Regions from separate parts of the Mus musculus genome. Here region 1 is linked to region 2. The links are chromatin contacts, called in public Hi-C maps. All regions are on one chromosome and are shown on one strand. Each heading gives the region's core, a stretch centred on a gene start, on an enhancer-like site or on the middle of the called end of the contact. The rest is flanking DNA. Distances are from core to core; before and after follow the strand shown. Region 1 has its middle 41 kb from the start of Gm24434. Region 2 overlaps Gm34923 (a long non-coding RNA gene).

The links. A called contact is a pair of places that touch in the nucleus more often than the background predicts.
Region 1: a contact with region 2 is called in a Hi-C map of the N1E-115 cell line, with 8 times the contacts expected there. The contact joins two enhancer-like sites. A contact is called at or near these places in 1 of 15 datasets of contacts at CTCF or cohesin (large pre-B cells), 95 of 484 Hi-C or Micro-C datasets (the AML12 cell line, the AtT-20 cell line, the Ba/F3 cell line and 53 more), 6 of 115 datasets of contacts at active chromatin or transcription factors (astrocytes, embryonic stem cells, epiblast stem cells and 2 more) and 1 of 9 other capture datasets (embryonic stem cells).

Annotation. Positions count from the first base shown.
Region 1 is chr12:39,658,763-39,665,698 of GRCm38.p6, reverse strand. No RefSeq gene overlaps it. Among named protein-coding and RNA genes, the nearest start is that of Gm24434, 41 kb to the right of the region's middle. Within about 2 kb of position 5,303, at least 2 of the 459 cell types and tissues checked have an H3K27ac peak or open chromatin away from gene starts, as enhancers often do. A contact at or near this core is called in the N1E-115 cell line, where this site is marked.
Region 2 is chr12:39,507,813-39,515,358 of GRCm38.p6, reverse strand. It overlaps Gm34923 (a long non-coding RNA gene), which reads left to right. Exons shown (of 3, transcript XR_381461.2): 2 at 4,584-4,623. Among named protein-coding and RNA genes, the nearest start is that of Gm34923, 15 kb to the left of the region's middle. Within about 2 kb of position 5,193, at least 18 of the 459 cell types and tissues checked have an H3K27ac peak or open chromatin away from gene starts, as enhancers often do. A contact at or near this core is called in the N1E-115 cell line, where this site is marked.

The DNA of each region.
Region 1 (6,936 bases), core at 4,054-6,553, 150 kb before region 2:
ATGAGAGTATGGCCGCCGGGGTGTATCAGCTAGTCTGGTTTACAGCTCTACAGCCCCAATGCTACCCTCTACTGGCATTCTTCGGTACATCCCAGGCCAGGCCAGAGACTTAGCATTCTTGTGGAGGAAAACAAAACTGGAAAAATCATTGATGTGAAATCTGACTTGTCATTCCTAGGAAAAAACATATACTCAAATATTTATACAAACTAATAGAATATGGAGTTCATTTGTCTTTAGTACAGTTTTTCCTAAAAGACTGAATTGTCCAACAGTTATGTGGGACTTTGAAAAGACAAATATAAAGAATAATCATCATTGAGACAGAATAAAGAAAACTTGGCTTACTAGGATTTTAGTTTTCTAAATTTTGGCGAGATATAATGCTTCCTAAAGTAGTGAATTTATTCTCTATAGTGCATTTATTTTCAACAGAAGGTGGAGATGTAAAAATTATGAACTTGAAGTCATTTAAAAGAGAAGGCCAGTTTTGAAACGCTTCCCAGTATGAAGGACAAGCAATTAAGTCTGTGTCTCTTAAAGTTCAACACTAAATGGAAGCCAGCTAATTCTTTTAAGACCCAGAAGAAAGGAAAGGGAGGCATTTAATCTTTGCTGTATGTTGTAGTTTCCACAGCAAGGAAGACAGTTGTTGGGAAATAGGAGGAACAAATGTCCAAGTTTGTGGCAGTGTTGATATTCTCTAAATTCTATTCCAGAGAAAGAATACTTGTCACGGGAAACACATAATTCTTGCAACGAGGTGACTCAAATCTATCATCACAGAGTCATATCAGATATGCAAACAGTATTCCACTAGAATACTGTTCAGTATCCATAAGGGGGTTTTAGGTGCGATATATTGTCTATATAAACACAGTTTCTCTGTAGGATACAATTTTATACGTTGAAATTAATATTTTATAGTCTTAGAGGGAAAGCATACATATAGAACTAAGCTTTCCTTTCTAAAGATGTCAGAATGAAATCCCCAAGAAACATAACTACTGGCTCCAGGCATCTAGGCTCCTTCCTCAACAATGATGCCATGACTAACCCAGGGGTATTTCCCAATATCTGTCTGGTAAATTACTCCTTTAGGTTTATTACTTTTTCTTAAGATCATTTTTTCCCATAGAATTACTTGATAGGTAAATATGAGAGAGGATCAAGAAAACCCTGAGAGGCCATTACGTAAGACCATGAAGCATGAATTGATGTGGAGCTTTCAAGATGTTGGAGATTCCAGAGCCATGAGATGTCTGCCCAGGAAAGATGCATACAGACAGTTGAATCAGCCTGAGAAATGTATGTATGTATGTATGTATGTATGTATGTACGTATGCATGCTACAGGAACAAGTCTGGAAGGGCAGAGCATGTAAGCCCTTTGAAACTAGAGCTCAGATACTGGACATGGTATTCCAAGGTTTTGTATTTGTGCTTTTGGTCTTTGGTCTTGCTTTGGTACAGTCTTTTCTTACTATATTCTGATTCCTCCTTTTGGAATGAGAATGTATATTCTGGAATATGTTGGAAGTATGCCATTTATTTTTTAATTTTAGAAGGGTCACAGTTAAAACATTGACTTTAGTCTCAGAAGATACTTTGGATTTTGGGACAATATTGGGACTCTTACAAACTGTAGAGACTGTTAGATTACCTAAAGCATCTGTAGAAAGACAAAAGGGAGAAAGAGAGGCTTGAGCTAACCTTAGATGACATTGTATTTATTCTCAATGAAGGAGCATCTTTGTTTTGCAGATGGCTTAAATGCCTACAGAATATGGGATGTGACCCCTTATAGGGGTGAAAATGACTTCCATAGACTGCAAGAGAACCTGGGACATGTAGTATTTCTGCAGGAAACTCAGAGGAATAAAAAAATTCAGGGCAGAATAATTATAGCTATTTTCTGTTGAAGAGGTTTTGTTTATTTTTATTTTTTTATTTTTTATTTTTATTTTTTTTGTCAGTGAGGGTGGCTCTGGGTCCATTGAAGAGGGGTTGTAGCAAGGGAGAGTCTTAACTTGACTGAATGTGATGGATCAGGGACTTGCTGTCTGGTATTCCTGAAGAGACTTAAAAAATAATCAGAGGGCTATAAGCAGATGGTTTGGTTACAGAGTAGAACTGAGAGATTTTTCTGAGAAGGTTAAGGGAGAGGGAGGAGCAGAGGTAGGAGAGACAGAGTGGGTCAGTGAAAGTGGACATAAAGTTGATTCAGGGGGGCCAGTGACTGGTCTCATTGCCCAGGCTGTTGCACAAAAAAAATCAACAGAAGTAGCAGGGAACTACAGAGCATCAAAGGAAAACATTGCAATAAATATGTCTTATTAATTACTACTCTTTTTAGAATTTTTTTTCCAGTTTGGTTTCTGCATACTTATTTGAAGTTCAGGCATCCTCTGCAAAGAGAATTTCTCATGGAGATGAGTTCTAATGTATTGGAGTGTACTGAAAAGTCTAGTTGGATGATGACCTCTGTTTACTCCTTGGATTAGTAAGTGCTAGTAGTTAGTAATTGGATTAGTAATTGCTCTCTTTTGGTCTACACAAAACTGCAATGCTGGCTGCTGCAACTTACCCAGGAGGGCAATGCTGAGTCTGAAATTATTTACAATTTCTATAAAGATATTCAATTCTTCTTTAAAAGTAAAGGGGCCTTTCTCTAAAACTTTACTATGTGTATATATTGTAATTTGGCCTAGACATAGATCATGATAATTTTTCCTTTTTTTTTTTTTTTCTACTTTCTGAAAAGTCTATCTTAGGAAATAAGGAACTAAAGCTAGTCTCCAAGATAAACCTCTGAAGTAATAATGGTGATCCACTCCATGCTGAGATGAAGTCTAAATGTCAGTTATCTGTTCATTTGTATTTCACAAAGTACATCTGACCTTCATCTTTGTGATCCTACTTCATGCTTAAAATTTGCATAAATATATGAATAAACAACAAAAAGTAGAAAAAAAAACATGAAAGAAAATTCTCAGTAACTGCTTCCTGATGGACAGACAGGTGATGAGTTCCTCATAAGAGGGCCTCCAAGGAACCTTAGGTGAAATGCCCTATAGTGGAGAGGGAATTTGTAGAGCTCACCTCCAGTAGAAAGACAGGGCATCAAGTAGAGGGATGGGGTTGCCACCCACTGTCAAAAAATTTGGCCCATAATTGTTCCTGTCTGAAAGAACTACAGGGACAAAAATGGAGAAGGGCCTGAGGAAAAGGAGGTCCAAGAACAGAGTCCAAATTAGAATCCAGCTCAAGGGGGAGGCCCCAAGGCTTGACACTATTACTGATGCTATTGTGTGTTTACAAACAGGGGCTATCACGACTGCCCTCTGAAAGAGCCAACCAGCAGCTGAAAGAGTCAGATGCAGATATTTGCACCCAACCAATGGACTGAAGCTGGTGATCCCTGTGGTTGGATTAGGGAAAAGCTGGAAGAAGCTGAGGAGGAGGGTGACACTGTAGGAAGACCACCAGTCTCAACTAACCTGAACCCCTGAGATCGCTCAGATGCTGAGCAACCAACCAGTGAGCATACACCAGCTGATATGTGGCCCCTGGAACATATACAGCAGAGAACTGCTGTGTCTAGACTCAGTCAGAGAAGATGCACCTAACCCTTGAGAGACCTGGGGCCCCAGGGAGTGGGGAGGTCTGGTGGTGTGGTTGAGGGGGATATCCTTGTGGAGACAGGAGGAGGTGTGGGGAGGAGGAGTGGGATGTGGGACAGTGAGGGTGGACCTGGAGGGGGATAAAGTCTGGACTGTAAAAAGAGATTAAAGAATAAATTTAAAAAGACGGCCTCAAAGGGGCTATGACAAAAGTGAGCAGCAGCCTCTGGAATTATACTTTGCAGAAGCTTACCACTGACGGCCCTAGGACTTACCACCTCAATTATATGCTTCATTTCTTTCTTTTTTATTGGATATTTTCTTTATTTACATTTCAAATGTTATCCCTTTTCCAGCTTTCCCCTCCAAAACCCTCTATCCACTCCCACCTCCCCATGCTCAACAACCCACCCATACCTGCTTCCTGGCCCTAGCATTAACCTATACTAGGACATGGAACTTTCACAGGACCAAGAGCTTCTCCTCCCATTGATGACCAACTAGGCAGTCCTCTGCTACTTACGCAGCTAAAGCCATGAGTCCCAGTATGTGTTTTCTTTGGTTGGTGGCTTAGTTCCTGGGAGCTCTGGAGATGCTGGTCACTTCATATTGTTGTTCTTCCTATGGGGCTGCAAGACCCTTAAACTCCTAGGGTACTTTCTCTAGCTCCTTCATTGAGGACCCTGTGCTCTGTGTAAGGGATGACTGTGAGCAACCATAAGGAAAATTTTTACATCAAGAGTCACATGAATTAAATGTAACTGCAAAACTGGCTTGTCCATGTGTTCTATAGAAAAATAGGGAAACAGAGGACTAATATAAAGAATTGTATTGGCCCTGGGTGAAGGTGATGAAGGTCCCTTTTAGCTATAGTTTCTCCACTGTATTTAAAAGGTCTTTTTGCAGTTGTATTGAGAACAAATGGAGCTATTGTGTGGTGAAAACTATTGGAAGAGCTTTAGTGGAATACTTTGTGTGGGTGTAGGGTGAAGTTCAATAAATAAAATATTGGAAAGAGAAGGCAAAAACATAAGTATGAGCATAATAAGAAAGAAAGAGAGATCAAATGGAGGAGCCCGAGTATGCAGAAACCTTAGTCTTTATGGCTCATTTCAAATCTATTATCATTTGCAGGCATAGAAGCAACATTGTTTGAGGAGGACACAAATCTATCCTTAGCAGCAGTCTGGTCTAGTCCTGTTTTAATTTTCGAGCACTGCAGCAGTCATTGAGTCCAGCTGGTCCTGAAGGATGTTAAGCAGATCAGAGCTGACAAGAGAGATGGGTTAATTGATGTAAAGATAGCTTCAGTCTAGCTGTTTTCGTTTTTTTTGAGTCCCTAAAATGAAGTCCAGTATGGCAAGAAGAGGGATGATGGATGGCCCATGGCCCATTAGTCCCCTTTAGAGATCAGCCAAAGTGCTTTCAGGCGTTTGGGAGTGTTGATCTCTTGGCAACAGCTTCATAGCTGACTGATAAGCGATAAAGGAAGTGGCAGTTAGAGTTCTTCATAAAAGGGCCTCTAAGGGGCCATGATAAAACTTAACAGTTGTTAAAGACCTAGATCATAAGTCAGGAGGCAATAAACTGTACAACTTCTTTCCTTGGGAGCATTAAGTAGCAAAGTTATACGAGGATAACTTTTACATCAGGATTAACAAGAGTTAAGTGCAAGCACGCAACTGGCTTGTCCAAGTGTCTTGTAGAAGGACACAGTAATTGTAATTAGTTGTTTGTGACATTAGTCTCCTGCATAAGGAACAAATACCTGGAAGATTTTAAAAGCGGTCAATTAAAATCATCATCCAATGCATGACTTGGATCAGAAAGTGTCTAAGTGATATTCCCTCCTTTCACAGAGTGTCTTTGTTAGGGTTTCTATTTCTATAAAGAGACGCAGTGACCACAGAAACTCTTTTCAAAGAAAGCATTTCATTGGGGCTAGCTTACAGTTTCAGAGGTTTAGACCGTTATCATTATGGTGGGAAGCAAAGTGGCATGTAGGTAGACATGGTGCTGGAGAGGTAGCTGAATTCTACATCTGGATCTGAAGGCAATAGGAAGTAACTGAGCTATTAAGCCTGGTCTTGAGATTTTTAGAGCACAAAACCCACCCCACAGTGACACATTTCCTCCTACAAGGCCACATCAAATCCTACAAGACCACACCCCCTAATAATACCACTCCCTATTGACCAAGCATCCAAATACTTCAATTATGGGAGCCATTCCTATTCAAACCACCACCATATGAACATTACATATTTGTTTAAAGTATTAGCAATATCAGCAATTACTGAATGAATTTCAAGTAAAATACAATTATTGATTAGAAAAAATTTGTAAGGTAAAAATTTAAATGGAGATTATTACTTTAAATGTCTGTATCTAGTGTTTGAAAACATCTCTTAATACGTATTTTGTTACCATCAATATATATATATATATATACATATATATATATATATATATATATATATTCCAAGATTATGTAGTAAATATAAGACCACAGAAAGAGATAATTATTTTTCCTGAAAAGAAATGATTTTCCCTTTCTAATTTAAAAGTATGCTTTCAAAGACTGATTGCTTTGTCAAGTGCAAATGATTCACTTTATAAAATTTTCTAAAATTAGCCTTATTGATGGAACCTTTTAAAAAATTTTTTACATTTTCATTCCATACATTCAACCCACAGATAAAAGATGAAAGCAGTCAGTCATGATAAATCTGTAACAAACGATTTACATGTAATAGGGATGGAATTAACATAGAAGGAGAAGGCCAACTCTTTACTCCTTTTGTCTCCAGGTCATCATACACTGACCCCAGCATGCATATTTCTTAACATCAGTATATTTAAAAATCAATTGAGTCTTTAGAGGCATAATTTGTAAAGCAAGATAACTAAATTAAATGAGCTATAGCAAACATTGACTTTTAGATTTTCTTAGAAAACATCTACAAGTATAATTATCAAAGCCTGCATACTCATTGTAGGCTTCAAGGTAAGAATACAGGGCCTGGCTATTTTTTATGACTCAATTTCTTTTAGTAGCTAATGCTTAACTAAGATAGCAAAAAATGCCACAGTTTTGTTTTGTTTTGTAATACCCACTCTTAAGAGAAACCATCTTGGAAGCCTGGTTTTGCCTCCTTAGTTTAAAAAAGGGAATATAATGGTAAGTAAAGGGAGACCATAAGATCACCTTAAGAGCAAGGTGATGATAAAGTCATGTGTCATGTGTCTATCCTGATGAGGTCACAAGCCAAGATGGCAACAAGCCATATGGTCATTAGTTAAATACATCATAT
Region 2 (7,546 bases), core at 3,944-6,443:
TGTAGGTTTTTAAAGGTATATATACCTCACTGTATCCTGTGTTCATGGCTGTTGTCTCAGGGACATGGGCCTGCCTGAGGGAAAATAAATCTTGCTTAATTCAACCAAAAGAATTTGGGTAGTGAGTGGTCTTTCCTTTCCTTTGTGGAATTAACGTAATTACTATAAATATAAAAGATGATGGAAGACACATGTACATCTGATGAGCATCATTTCCATTTGCTACAAGGTTAATTGCCCTAAGAGAACGCTGGGAAATTTGTAGTGAAAATAGAGTAGCACACTAAAAAATAATTAGAATGGTAGTAGGAGATCATAACACAAGTGACCGTGGAGTGGTAGTCTGGGTAACAGTTGGGCTTTGAGGAACTATTTCAGAACCTCCATAAACATTCCTGTTTTTATGAATGAGACATGTGTGTGGGATTTGTCACAGTGTTTATGTCTGCAAAGCATCTTGGCCATGCTACTCATGTGCTTGGAAGCTTACTGACATAATATTAGAGACACAGTTTTTAGTTACAACATTTATACTGGGAAAGTACTCCTGTTAGCATAATGAAGCCGCATTCTACAGTGTTTGCTATTATTTCATTTATCCATACTAGAAGCTTTAGTGATTCTATTTTGAATTTAAAAATTGAGGATTTCATGCATGAAGTTCTATCATATTTGCATCTTTTTTTATTCCTTCATTTTCCTTTCAAAATCTCCCCATGTCTTCCATCTTATTTCTAAAATCATTACATCTATAATTACTGTTTCACACATACACACACACACATACACACACACACACACACACACACACACATTATTGAGTTCAATTATTGCTTCCTGTTGTACCAATGATTATGGCTGACCACTTGGGATTAGAAAACTGATCAAGGGTGTTGTTTCTGGAGAAAACGGATTCTCCTTCCCTCAGCAGCCATTGATTCCCATTGTAAGGTTGGAACTTATAACATATTTTCCATCCATGTAGTCGACCTTGGTCAGTCAAATGTATTGTTGACACTTTATGGGGGCAATATCTCTGTTACATATGGAAGATACTATCTCATAGCAGGCTTCAGAGTCCTCTCACTCTCAGTCTTTTCCTCTATCTTCTCTGCTATCCCAAAGCATTAAAGCAAACTCACAGACAAATAGAAGAGAACAATGAATACACCTGATCATCAAACACTAAGGTCCTAAAAGCACAGACTAAGTCTGTAGTTTTTCCAATATTATGCTGGAGACATTGTCTATCAACACGAAGAAGAATGAAACCACAATCTCTCATTGTGTACAAATGTAAATTGAAAATATATTGAAGACACATAAAACACGATTATGAAATCATTGAAAAAAAACATGGAGGAGACATTTGAGAGTATTCAAATGCACAAGGATTTTCTGGATATGATTCCAAAAGCATAGGTCATGGAATGTAAAAGTAGTTAAGTAAGCTTATGTCAGGTTGAAACCAGAGAGTATGCCTGCCTCTCAAGTCAAAGGCCAGTGTGAAGATAGCGCTCACAGAATGTGGGAAAACATTCACATAATTCTGATGAATGCATGTTAGTGCCTGGCTTGCTTCTGCCATTATCTACAGTTTTGAATCTAGTGTTTAGGGTATAGTCCCATCTACCACCAAAATGAATATTCCCACATCATTAACATAATCAAGATATTTTTCCGCAGGCCTGACACTCAGATGACTCTAGGTTCTGTCAAGTTGACATAATAAGCACTAATTATCATCAAAACAAAACAAAGCAAAACAAAACAAAAAAAGAAAGGAAAAAAAAAAACCAAACCCAACCAACCAAACTAACAAAAACCCCAAACCAAACCAAATAAAAAAATCCCCTCAAACCTTTGCTTTTATTTAGCTATTTTGAAATAATGACAGGATTCCATGATGAACACAAAACAAGATACAAGGGAGATTTGAAGTTCTGTGGTCTCTTCCTTGTGTGCTTTTGATTCAACTAGATCCTGCTGAATGAGTTAGGGTGTTAGTAGAGTGCACTGTTTTAAGGGAAATGGAGTTCAGTGTACATGATCTACCAAAGCATTGAGTGGAGCCCTGAAAGACGGAGCCTGCACGTGAATCTCTTCTATTGCCTCTCCACACAGTACTTCCCAGGTGTGTAATGCCCCTTGTCAGGTCATTATATGTATGTCTTAATTTCAAAAACACCCTGGAAGGAAATGGCATTACTTTCATTGTTGATGTGATTAAACTGAGACATGTGGTGGGTATTTGAGTGGCCTAGGATAAAGTAAGCCATGAAGAAATAGCCCCATCAGAGGAATGGATACAGAAAATGTGATACATTTACACAATGGAGTACTACTCAGCAATTAAAAACAGTGAATTTATGAAATTCTTAGACAAATGGATGGATCTGGAGGATATCATCCTGAGTGAGGTAACCCAATCACAAAAGAACACACATGATATGTACTTACTGATAAGCAGATATTAGCCCAGAATCTTAGACTACCCAAGATACAATTTGCAAAACACATGAAACTCAAGATGAAGGAAGACCAAAGTGTGGATACTTTGTTTCTTCTTAGAAGGGGGAACAAAATACCCATGGAGCAAGTTACAGAGACAAAGTTCAGAGCTGTGACAGAAGAAAGGACCATCCAGAGACTGCCCAACTGGGGATCCATCTCATATACAACCACCAAACCCAGACAGTATTGCACATGCCAGCAAGATTTATCTGACAGGACCCTGATATATTTATCTCTTGTGAGGCTAGGCCAGTGCCTGGCAAATACAGAAGTGGATGCTCACAGTCATCTATAGGATGGAACACAGGACTCCTAATGAAGGAGCTAGAGAAAGTAACCAAGAAGCTAAAGGGGTCTGCAACCCTAGAGGATGATCAACAATATGAACTAACCAGTACCCACCAGAACTGTGTTTCTAGTTGCATATGTAGCAGAAGATGGCAGGTTCTCTTTAGGGCATGCCAGCTGTGCTATGGTTATGGAGTCTCTGTTGAGGATGTTCCATTTTACGTCTATAGCAACTTACCCTTTCTGCTTTTCAAAGCACGTATTCAATTTATTTGCTCATGTTGGATGGTATGAGAAAACATGCAGCCAACTTCTTAAACCAGCATCTATTTCATCTTTGTAGAAAGACAATAATAGTGCATACATATATATATATATACATGTATATATATAATTAATATAATAAAGCATTTTAAGATGAAAGCAGGAATCTCACAATTCACAGTTGAAAAACATGCCATTTAGTTTATTTATTCCATGTTCGCCTGTCAAATTGTCAAAATACATTAATGCTTTCATATTTAAATAAGCACAGTATATTAAGGAGTAATTTGTCGCTGAAGTGGCCAAGTATCCCCCAAGCAGCAAGAAGTTGACATTCAAAAGTTAGAAAAATATTTATAATGTAAGTGATTTTCTTAAAATGTAGTATAATATAGGAACAGTAAAATATTAAGACAAATGAAAACATAAATGTTGAGAATTCGGCATCATAAAGTCTCTGAAACCATCCCAGGACTAGCTTTCCTTTCTGTTGTGGTGCTCAGATTTCTAGCACCACAGGGCTGTTTATCTCCAGCTAAAGTGACTGGCTGTGGTGCTGATCACTATAGATAGTACAGATTAACAGAACTTGAAACAGTCTTTACAAAGAAATCCCTTTAAATCTTATGTCAAAGTGAACGTCTCAGGATATCTTAGAAAAGGTTAAAACGTTTCGGGTAGATGCAGACATTCTAACTTATGCTCTCGTATTCTCTATCATGCTCCCAGAAAGCTGTGCCAGAAAACTGCTGGAGATGGTTAGAAGACTGCAAATGAAAGGCAGGCAGAATGAGAAAGTGCTCAAAAGCAAGTGGCCCTGTTAGCCTTGCCAGGTCCCCATCACCCTATAACGTAGATGGCTGCCCCTCCTTCATTCAGAGGAGCTTAATGCTTCAGCAGGTTAGCACTATCTCTCATGACTGAGGAAACTGATGGACTAGACAGATAATATGGTGATGCAAATAAATGTCCCCCTAGCACAAGCTGATGTAAATAAAAGTCCCCCTACCCCCCTACCACAGCTGGTGCCAAGTACTGTGATGAATACTGTGGTGAAGGAAGGCAGCTGCCACCCACCCACCAACTATTGGCTAATTTGGGCTCTGTCACCTGGTGACATATCAGTCCATGTCAGATTGCCATTTACTATACTATATAGGAGGAAAACTTGTGGTACCCAGACAGTTCTGAGCCTTGTGTGGTCATGTCCATAGGTTCACTGCTCTGGGTGAATTGTCACAGCCGACCGGAGCCTTGATGCTCAGAGAGTGCTCTGGAGTCTCGCACAATGCCTGGGAAGAGCTCACAAGCAAAGGTGGGAGAACTTGCCGTTCCCCCACTTCCCAATCCACTGTGAAGCAAATCAAATGGAAAGCCTGCGTGGTTGTTGCTCCACTTTCCCTACTTGATTCACTTTCCTGAAAACTGTTTCTGGAGATTTTCCTCAGGCACAACTCAACTGTGGGACCAAAGCCCCACAGAAAGAAGTAGAACTGATTTGGTGTTTTACATTCTAGGTTCAAAGAAATGACAGGCTGACTCTAGATGGAGGAGCAGGTGAGTAGTCACAAAGGAGTCCCTTTCCCTTAGAGGCCCAGTCACCTGTCATTCAAATGAGTGGTGTTCTAGAAACAATGTGGTACACAGTGTGTTCCAGGCCTGCTTTGTTACAAGGAGCAGCAGGCAGGGAAGAAAGGGTACAAACTCCATGGGCTTCTCAGTGGGGAGAATTTGCGAGACTGCAGGCGCTCACTGAATCAGTCCTGTGCTCACTCTCCTGTTCTCTTCTCTCCAAGGAATCTCCCCACAGGAGCTGCGATCTGTCCCTTCTCAGGGACTCCCATTGCTCTAGGCATTATTTTCTCTGCGATAGGACTGGAGTAGAGCAGACTTGAATGCTGGGATTATAGGCATGCACCGCCTTGCAAACTCGCTCTCACAGCTTTTAGAAGAAGATCCTTGATTGCAATGTGTGCACTTATTAACGGAAAATTTCCCGAAAAGTCACTGGTGAATGAGATAGCCCCAAAGGAAACGAGATTTTTTTATTCCATGTATGCCTGTCAATTGGTCGCACTGCTGAGTGAAAGATGTTGCTGTAGAGTGGGAACGCTTTAAGTAGGAAGCACAGGTTCTGTTGTACTACGCTGACACCTAGTGGCCACATGAAAGCATACATCGGAAGGTATTGTCTATGGAAGCCTTATGTGCCATTTAGATGCCTAGTTAAGGAGTGCCATGTTTTAAAAGACTACAAGCCAATGAAGTGATTTAAAGGGTGAAAACATGATTTCTTCTTTGCCTCTCAAAAAAACAAACAAAACAAAACAAAACAAAAAACCAACCAAACAAAAAAAAAAAAACCCAAACTTATCAAAGCCTAATGCACCCATTTCGAAATTACTGTCTGCCTTCTTGTATTACAGTTATTACAGTTTGCATCTGTGGATCTATCTATCTATCTATCTATCTATCTATCTATCTATCTATCTACTTATTATTGTCTTTTTCTTCTATCTGTAACATGACTCTGTCCATGCTAAAAATGATATTGTGAAATGTAGAGTCAACGTAGGTACACAAAGTGCTTTCAGCCAATACCTACTTTTTTCTTTCTGCCTCTGGAGTGGAAATGGCTTCTGTCTTTCTTCCGTCCTTGCTGTCGTCACCAAATACCAGAAATGGCAGAGAGGTCAGCTGTAAATCACAGCCTTTAATTGACAAGTGCAAGTTTCGCTTTCTCCTTCCTGTCTGGTCAGCAAAGGGTGCAGGGATCCCTAGAGTCCCTTCAGACCCTGCTTATATACACAGACAACACACAGATTGTGAGTAACTGATAAAGCAATCAACAATCATACTGGCTTCCTTATTTCCTTAGTTCATACCGACAACACAGCAGTCTGGATTTTGACAGCTCCTTCCCAAACCCCCATTTACCATTGGCTTTTGGCTCCACCGCACATGCAGAATCGGAACTTAATCACAGAGCAACAGTTGGAAATCTTAGGCATTTCCACTAATCCAGACACCACCCTCTCTTTGCACTCAACTCTTCAACCATGGTGTGTAAAACTACAACATTCAGTTCAAACATTTTCCGTTTTAATTTGAAGTGATAAAAATTCCTGATTTTTATAGCAAGAATGTAGTGCTATAAGCATGTAATGTTTTCAAGTATGTGAAAGTACATAGGCCAGATTATTTGAAATGCCCTAAAATAGGATAACCCCTCTGCTCTTTTCACCCTTTAAATCACATTGCTAGTTTGTAGTCGCTAGGTGGCAGAACCATGCTCTTAAAGAATGAACATTTTATCTTGAGATAGTTGCGGGTTCATGAGCAATTGTAAGTAACAACACAGACAGAGCTTTATTTGTTATTTATTGGTCTTCTTCAAGGGTAACATCACAAAAAACTCTAACACAATATAATAACCAGGACATGAATGTTGCCTTATTCATGAATCAGCCTTATTCAGATTACCCTAGATTCACTTGTACAGTGTGTCCGTGAAATTTATGGAATGATATCATATGTAGAAATTCATGGATCCACCAAGAAAGTCAATAGATAGAAGTTTCATCTCTATCTATTCATGCTACCCTCTCATAGCCTTTTCATGCTCTCTCCACCACCCTTACCTCTATTTTATGTTTTATATTTTATGTACGTTCACATGTGCATCAGTACTCTTGTGTCTGGAGGAGAGTTTCCTTGGAGTCATCTCCCCATCTTGGGCTTTTACAATCTTTCCATCTCTTCCTTCTCCTCTTCCTCTTCCTCCTCCTCCTTTTCCTCTTTGACCTTTGGTCCATGAGGGGAGAAATTTAATAGAGACATACTATTTAGGGTTAAGTTCTCTAACATCTCTTACTCTCTGCACATTGTCCACTTACGGGTCTTTGGACTCACTATTATCTATTGTCAGAAGGAACTTCTGTGATGTGAGTTAAGTGATTCACCAATCTGTGGGTATAGCAATGTGTCATTAGGAATCATTTTCTTTCTATGCTCCTTTGGCAAAACAAGAGTATTAGGCTTTCTTTAGGGCCTGTGACCTATATAGTCTCATGTTCTTGGCCCTTTTAACAGTATCATGTGCGATTTCATCTCATGAAATGGGCCTTAAATCTAATTAAAGGGTCGGTGGTCACCTCTATAACATTTGTGTTACCATTGTATATAGCACATTTTCTTAATTTCTAATGGATGCAGGAGTCCCAGCTCACTTTGGGCAGTGCCCCGAGTAGTAAAAGAAAAGGAGTTGAACACGATTCAGAAAAACTAAGAAGAGTTTCCTATGGTTTCTCCTTGAGTTGCTGTCTCGCAGTGATAGATTATAAATTGTAAAATGAAATGACTCTTTTTTTTTCTCCAAGTTGCATTTAGTTGGTATTTTATCATGTCATCTGGGAAGTAAACTTAGATAATTTGGTTATGAAAAATGGCCAAATTTTTATATATTAGTTGATCAGTTTCT